Regions from separate parts of the Oryctolagus cuniculus genome. Here region 1 is linked to region 2. A link is a contact called in public Micro-C data. All regions are on one chromosome and are shown on one strand. Each heading gives the region's core, a stretch centred on a gene start, on an enhancer-like site or on the middle of the called end of the contact. The rest is flanking DNA. Distances are from core to core; before and after follow the strand shown. Region 1 overlaps LOC100340719 (guanine nucleotide-binding protein G(q) subunit alpha). Region 2 holds the start of LOC103348424.

The links. Hi-C and Micro-C count contacts between places; a contact is called where the count stands out from the background.
Region 1: a contact with region 2 is called in a Micro-C map of ear pinna, with 1.6 times the contacts expected there. The contact joins the enhancer-like site here to the promoter of LOC103348424 in region 2. A contact is called at or near these places in 2 of 6 Hi-C or Micro-C datasets (ear pinna and an unstated tissue).

The regions. Positions count from the first base shown.
Region 1 is chr1:152,268,154-152,271,738 of mOryCun1.1, forward strand. The region is part of intron 1 of LOC100340719 (guanine nucleotide-binding protein G(q) subunit alpha); the gene reads left to right. Among named protein-coding and RNA genes, the nearest start is that of CEP78, 230 kb to the left of the region's middle. Within about 2 kb of position 1,293, at least 1 of the 8 cell types and tissues checked has an H3K27ac peak or open chromatin away from gene starts, as enhancers often do.
Region 2 is chr1:152,215,573-152,219,086 of mOryCun1.1, forward strand. LOC103348424 reads right to left here and starts at 1,882. Exons shown (of 2, transcript XM_051858926.2): 1 at 1,523-1,882; 2 at 1,105-1,257. The coding sequence starts at 1,743. The coding sequence ends at 1,152. It overlaps LOC100340719 (guanine nucleotide-binding protein G(q) subunit alpha), which reads left to right and starts at 2,666. Exons shown (of 7, transcript XM_051858885.2): 1 at 2,666-2,992. The coding sequence starts at 2,857.

The sequences.
Region 1 (3,585 bases), core at 43-2,542, 52 kb after region 2:
ACTGCAAGCACCAAAACTGGGCTGCTCTGAAGCCAGGAGCCAGGAGCTTCTTCCTGGTCTCCCACATGGGTGCAGGGGCCTACGCACTTGGCCATCTCCTGCTGCTTTCTCAGGCGCATTAGCAGGGAGCTGGATTATGGAAGTGGAGCAGCTGAGAAGTGGAGCACCTATATGGGATGCTGGATCTGCAGGCAGCGACTTTACCTGCTATGCCACAGCTCTGGCCCCTTAAAGACTGACCTTAATTTCTTTCTTCCTTCCTTCTCTTATTCTGATATTTAAAAAGGAAGAGCCTTTTAAATACCCACCATTTTCCTTTTGTCTTGACTGATAAAGGGAAATACTATTACATGGCAGAATATTGGCCATGAGTAGAATTACAAGGCAGATTTAGTATTAACTTCATTGAGAAATTGGGAAAGGCCAGTGAAACAAAGAAAACACTTACTGAATAATATATACTAATATGGTGAAATAAACATGGACATTGTTGTGTATATAACACCTTGCCACTCACTTCCAAGTAATAGTTATTTTTGTGAACATGTAGGAGTTTAGTAATAGCCTTTTGACTAAAAATCATTTTAAGTTGGGGGCCGGCGCCGTGGCTCACTTGGTTAATCTTCCGCCTGCGGCGCCAGCTTCCCATATAGGTGCTGGGTTCTAGTCCCGGTTGCTCTTCTTCCAGTCCAGCTTTCTGCTGTGGCCCGGGAAGGCAGTGGAGGATAGCCCAAATGCTTGGGCTCTGCACCCGCGTGGGAGACCAGGAGGAAGCACCTGGCTCCTGGCTTCAGATCGGTGTAGCTCGGGCCGTAGTGGCCATTTGGGGAGTGAACCAATGGAAGGAAGATCTCTCTCTCTCTCTCTCTCTCTATATATATATATATATATTTATATATATATAAAACTTAATCCACTAAGCCACAACACTGGTTACTTACATTTTTTTAAAGATGAAAAAAAAGTTTGGTATAATTTTGAGCATCTAAAGGAGTATAAGAAAAGAACCCATTTGCCTGGTTTAATGATGGGGGATTCTTTTTTCCAGGAGTTGAGCATTGCTGTTGGTTTGGCAGGAAGTAATATTTACATAATCACAGTGTTGTAGATGTAGCTAAACAGTTTATTGGCTAATCCCCGCACATGACAAGGAAGGTATAATTATAGCTTCAGGGAAAAAAAATAAAAAACAGTACCCCAAGGTTTAAAAACCTGGCAATGTGCAGAGAGTGGGAAAGCAGACAGAAGTCCTTGGCTGGATGGCAGGAGGAAGGGAGTAGGTGGCAGAGGGACACGCGGGGATGCTAATTTCCTTTGCTTAGATGGTAGGATGTCAAGAAACACTGTGTAATGCTGCTGAAACAAGAAACAGCTAACCAACTGCAGAACTAAAGCTCGCGTAATCACGAAAATCAGGGACGAGTTAGCGGTGAAGTCAGCGTGAGTGAGTGAGATACGGGGGAGGCAAGGAGTGGAGAGAGAACTGTCTGTGGTTGACAAATCAAGAAGAGACAGAGCCTATTACTCAGTTCAGCTGATAACCACAGAAGGCTAGAACAGGCAACAATAATGGAAGCAAGAAGAGGGCAGTATGGGCACAGAGACACTTTACCTTTATTACCAAGGTTTTGTTCATGAAGCACTAAATATATATAATAATAATAAAGATTTTTATTTATTTGTTTGAGAGGTAGAGTTACAGACAGAGAGAGGGAGAGACAGAGAAAGGTTGCCCACCTGCTTGTTCATTCTCTAAATGACTGCAATGGTTGGTCCGGGCCCATCCGAAGCCAGGAGCCAGGAGCTTCTTCTGGGTCTCTCATGCATGTGCAGAGGCCCAAGCACTTGGGTCATCTGCTACTGCCTTCCCAGACCACATCAGAGAGCTGGATTGAAAGAGGAGCAGCTAGGACTAGATCCCTGGCAGCCATGTGGGATCCTGGTGCTGCAGATGAAGGTTTAGCCTACTCTGCCACAGTGCAGGCCCCAAAGCAGTACTTTCTTTCTTTCTTTTTTTTTTTTTTTTTTTTTTTTAAGATTTATTTCATTTATTTGAAAGAGTTAGAGAAGTAGAGCCAGAGAGAGAGATCCTTCATTTGCTAGTTCACTCCCCAAATGGCCTCATTGGCCTGAGCTGAGGCTGATCCGAAACCAGGAGCCAGGAGCTGCTTCTTGGTCTCCCACATGGGTGCAGGGCCCAAGAACTTAGACCATCTTCTACTGCTTTCCCAGACCATAGCAGAGAGCTGGATCAGAAGTGGAGCAGCCGCAACATGAACCAGTGCCCATATGGGATGCCGGCACTGCAGGCAAGGGCTTTAACCCACTGCGCCTCAGCACCGGCCCCCCAAAGCGGTACTTTTAAAATAATTAAAAAAAAAAAAAAAGAATTTCAGCATTGGAGAATTACTACAGTGTCAGGAATAATTTTCCACTTGTATTGTGTATTACTTCCTGCTATTGCTATTGTGTTGCCAGGGGTGGAGGGTTCTTATTTCCAAAGAATCAGGACATTGGTAAGTTGGGGTGTGCTGACAGCCGGCACCCACAGTCTCATTGATGTATTCAACCACTGGATCCCTGACTAGGTCCTGATCAAATGTTTCAAAAGTCTTTAGATGCCAGAAATTGTAAGGAAAACAAAATAAACAAGACTCTTCCTCAAACATGGCAAAGTGAAAGGGCTCCTCCTACACGACCCTGTGCTGGAAGCTGGTGGTCCTACCTCCTGGCTAAGGCTTCTGCCTGCCCAGGACCTTGCTTCCTACAGTGGGATGTAGGGACATCCTGGAGAAGGGAAGCCCGCCTTCGCCTTTGTTTTCTCTGGTCTGAGGAGTGGCTGAGCTTCAGGGCACTGACTTCCTCCCAGGAACTTCCTGAAAGGGGAAATTTTGACTTCTGTATGAATGCTCTAAATGCCTGTGGGCTGAACAATGGCTGTAGCAGTTGTTTTTCAAGAAGGCACTTGATTTTGTTTTGACCTTGGGACACGTGTGTAGTTGTGTTCACTGCGCCTCCAGGTGGATGGTCAAGGGAGAGAGGCTTGGTAGGGGACCAGGAGAGCTCCTGGAGATTGACTTGATTGTAGGATGTTTGCTTTTGGTCTTGTTCTGTGTGGCCCTGGAGTCTACAGTGCAGCAGTGGGGTTTAGGTAGAAAATCCGCAGTGGAGAAAGGCTGGCCAAGAACAAGCCAGGGAGGAGGTTCGACAAATAGATGCCTTGATCCAGGCTGTCTCTTGTTTGCCTCTCTCTGGCCTAATTTCTAAATAACCTTATCTTTCTAGATAAAGGAGGCAACAGGGGGGTTGTACAGGAATACCCCCAGCAGTAAGAATATCCTGCATAACAATTGCAGCTGCATGTTTCACTTTCAGGAATTAGTTTACTGTTGGTTCAGTTCAAGGCTTTGCAAAGCCACACACTCTGGAGTTCAGGTAGGGAGTTTTAATGGTGTAGCACTGTCTGGGTGAGGCCTCTGGCTGGCTGACGTCTTGGCTCATTGAAGCTGTTGTTGGCTTCACATGTTGCTATGTATGGAGAGCAGGTTTTTAGGATTGCCAGAACGTCCAGTTTTTCCAGAAAGA
Region 2 (3,514 bases), core at 632-3,131:
TTTTGGTTGTAGGAATATTTGCTAGGCACATGCTTTCCAGATAATATCAAAGAATTTTTGGATTCATCTGCATTCAGATTAGGACTTTCTTTTCCTGCTTCCTTCTTGACACCTAGACATTGTTTTATCACTAGAGTTTTGGTTTTCCTCACTTCTTGATTTGTTCCTAATACTTGTCATGACAATTCATATATCTAGTAACAGCCAGCCAGGGTATGTCTCTGATGCTGAGAATAGGGGATGACAAAAGTTTATATCTGAGATCTGTTGAAGCAGTTTAATTTCTTTCATCAAGCAATAGGTCAAATGTACTGATAGTCTTCTGATAGTTTTCTGGCACACTTTGAAAGACATTTTCAAGTCTCAGAGGACACTAGGCTAGGAAACCCAATTTGAAGCTCAAGAGAGCTATTTGGTTTCCAGTGTTTTGTATTTCTCCTACTCACATATATCCATGTATTACAGGATACAACCATATCAGGTTTTCCCGTGAAGCCATTTTACATCACTGCATATTGAATGCCATTCTTTTCATTTCTTTTGTCACTGATATTTAAATTTTCATTCCATAGCAAGTGTAGTGGTTCTTTGTAGTCATTCGTATAAATTTGCTCATTCTACTCTCCTGGCCAAGGTGAAACTCAATCATTTTCCTTGGCCAAAAATCCTTTTAAAAAATATAGATTTTATGTTTTGATGGCTTGCTTAATCTAAGTGCTGGCTTGGAGTGTGTGTGAAGGGCTGGAGGAAATGATAAATGAAGGAAGGAAGTCGCACACCTGGTGTCCATGAACCCAGGGTGCATTCCTGGCCTGCAGCAGTAGCACAGCCGTGGCACCAGGAGCATCTCCCAGCAAACGTGGAACAGCGATTCTCTTCAGAAAACACCATTTACCCTGAAGACCTCGGTTTCCATCAAGGCTGGAGGCGGAAGAGCTTGGCTTTTTGCAGCTTTCAGGCCAAATCAAGCCTGAAGGAGCAAACTTCTTGTTGTTACTTATCGGGAAGATCACCACGAAACACATACGCAACACTTTTACATAAACTTAACCGGAAGTGGAAAAGGAAAAATAAGAAAAAAAAAAACCTAGAAACAAATCTTGATTTTCCCATTTAAAATTTTTTATTCTTTTCTTTCATCCCGCACGGATTTACATGCTCCCAGAAGCCACCCATAAGTTCCATCTCGGTGGAGCAGGGTACATTCGGTGACTTGGCTGTGAAAACATCGCGTGCCTTTTCAAAAACGAGGAGCATCTGTAAAACGGAAACAAGAACAACAGAAAACCAAAACCAAAATCACCTCAACAGCATGAAAAGTTGGAGCCTGCCAGGAAGCTCCCGGCAACTTGGGCAGCTTCATTTTTCTGCTCAGATTTCTATCTCAAGTGAATTGCAGGGTCCTCGCCCCCTACCCCTCGGGGAGGCAGTGACCACTCCTCTCCGGCCACAGCCCACCCGGAGAGAATCGTATTTTCTAAGATTCAACTGGGGTCAGTAGTGACGAGAGGCAGCTTCTAACCGAATGGCGTTTGAGGAATAACCTCGGGAAAAGACAGAGGCCACCGCACAGCGGCCTCGCGGAGCCGGGCAGGGGGTCTCCGGCGCTGCCAGCGGGGAGCCGGGCAGGGGGTCTCCGGCGCCAGCCGGTGCATGGGCTCGGGGCCGACTCCCGCGGCTTCCAGGCGGGGCCGAGGCGGCGCTCCGGGGCTGGTGGGCTGAGAGGCAGGCGGAGGCCGCCATATTCCCGCTCCACCACGCCCGGGCGGCCGCAGGTTGCCGGGGTTCCGGCCCGCGGTCGCAGCCGCCCGCTCAACCCGAGCGGCTGTCAGCGGGCCCTGCCCCTAGCCGAGGGCGGCTGCGTCCGCCGGAGCCCGCCGGCCTCCACGGAGGGCGCGGGAGAGGGCGGCGCCCGCGGAGCCTGAGGGGGCCGGCCCAGTCAGGGAGCTGCGCGAGCGAGGCGAGAGCCGCACTGGGCGGCGCGGCGCGCGGCTGCGAGCCCAGGGAGAGCCTTCCAAGAGGGGCCGGGCGGCTCCGCCTCCCGCGCCCGTCCCTCCGCCTCCGCCTCCTGCCCCTCCTCCTCCTCCGCCTCCTCCCGCCGCCGCCGCTGCCGCCGCCGCCGCCGCCTCCCTCCCGGATCTGTGCTCCAGTTCAGAGAAAGAAGAAAATGTGTGTGTGTGGCGAGGGGGAGGGCGATCACTGAGCAGCCGCTCCGCGCCTGGCAATCGGGGCCGGGGGTGGGCGTTTGGCGGAGGCGGAGGCGGAGGCGGAGGCGGAGGAGCGCGCGGCGGGCCGGGCCGGCGAGCGGGGTTTGCGCGCTTAGCCGGGCGGTGGGCGCGGGCAGGGCCGCGGGCGCCCGGGAGCCGTGTCAGGCGGCGGCGAGGAGCGGGCGCGCCGGGTGCGGGGAGCGGTCGGCGGCCGCTCGCTAGGGGGGCGCCCCGGTGGATGTGCTCTCGCCGCCGGGCGCAAACCGTAGGGGAGCCTCGGCGGCGGCGCGGGGGGCGAGGCGGGCTGCCCGTTCCCGGGGAAGGAGGCGCGGGCGTCTGAGCGAGGCCGGGCGCGGCGGCCTTCCCTTGCGCGCCCCCCGAGCCAGCGCCCGCGGCCGCCTCCCGCGCCCGCCTCGCTCCGCCGGGCGGCGAAGGCCTCCTGCGCCCGCCTAGACCCCGGCCCACCTGGTGGCCCCGGCCCTGGCCGTCGCCCCCGCGGCGGTTCCGCGATCTCATCCCGGACGCGCGCCCAGGCGGCGGGGGCTCAGCGGCCACCGCTGCCTCGGGGGAGCGAGGGCGGGAGGGTGTGTGTGTGCGCGCGTGTGAGCAGGGGGTGCCGGCGGGGCTGCAGCGGAGGCACTTTGGAAGAATGACTCTGGAGTCCATCATGGCGTGCTGCCTGAGCGAGGAGGCCAAGGAAGCCCGGCGGATCAACGACGAGATCGAGCGGCAGCTCCGCAGGGACAAGCGGGACGCCCGCCGGGAGCTCAAACTGCTGCTACTGGGTGAGTACGGCCCGGGCCGGCCGTGCGGGCCCTCCCCCGGGCCTCTGCGCGCCCCCAGCCCCCGCCTCCGGCCCCTCCGGGCAGCCGCCCCCAGCCCCCGGGCTCGCCCCTACCCTCCCCGGGCGCGCCCCCGGCCTCCACCCGCACCCGCGCGGGTACGCGCGCGCGCGCACACACACGCCCGTGCGCGCGGAGGGTTCGGGGCTGCCTTGTTGGGTGCCTCGGCGCGTGCTGTCTTGTGTGTCCCTTGTTGTGGGGGGGGCTTGCGTTCTCTGCGGTGTCTCTGCTCAATGGCAGATCAGATCTGGCTAGGGGCGCGGGGCTGGGAAGGTGGGCTGAGGGCTTGAACTTGCAGCGCCGGGGCCGCCGCGCCCCCAGGGGTGGTGGAGCTGTGTGTGTGTGTGTGTGTGTGTGTGTGTATGTCGCCCGGAGGGTGGCGAGCCGAGCCGGGGCACAGGGCGCGGGCGGGCGGGGGGGAGATGGCGCGCCGTGAGGTGGCCGTTGTGCATCCATTATCGGTGC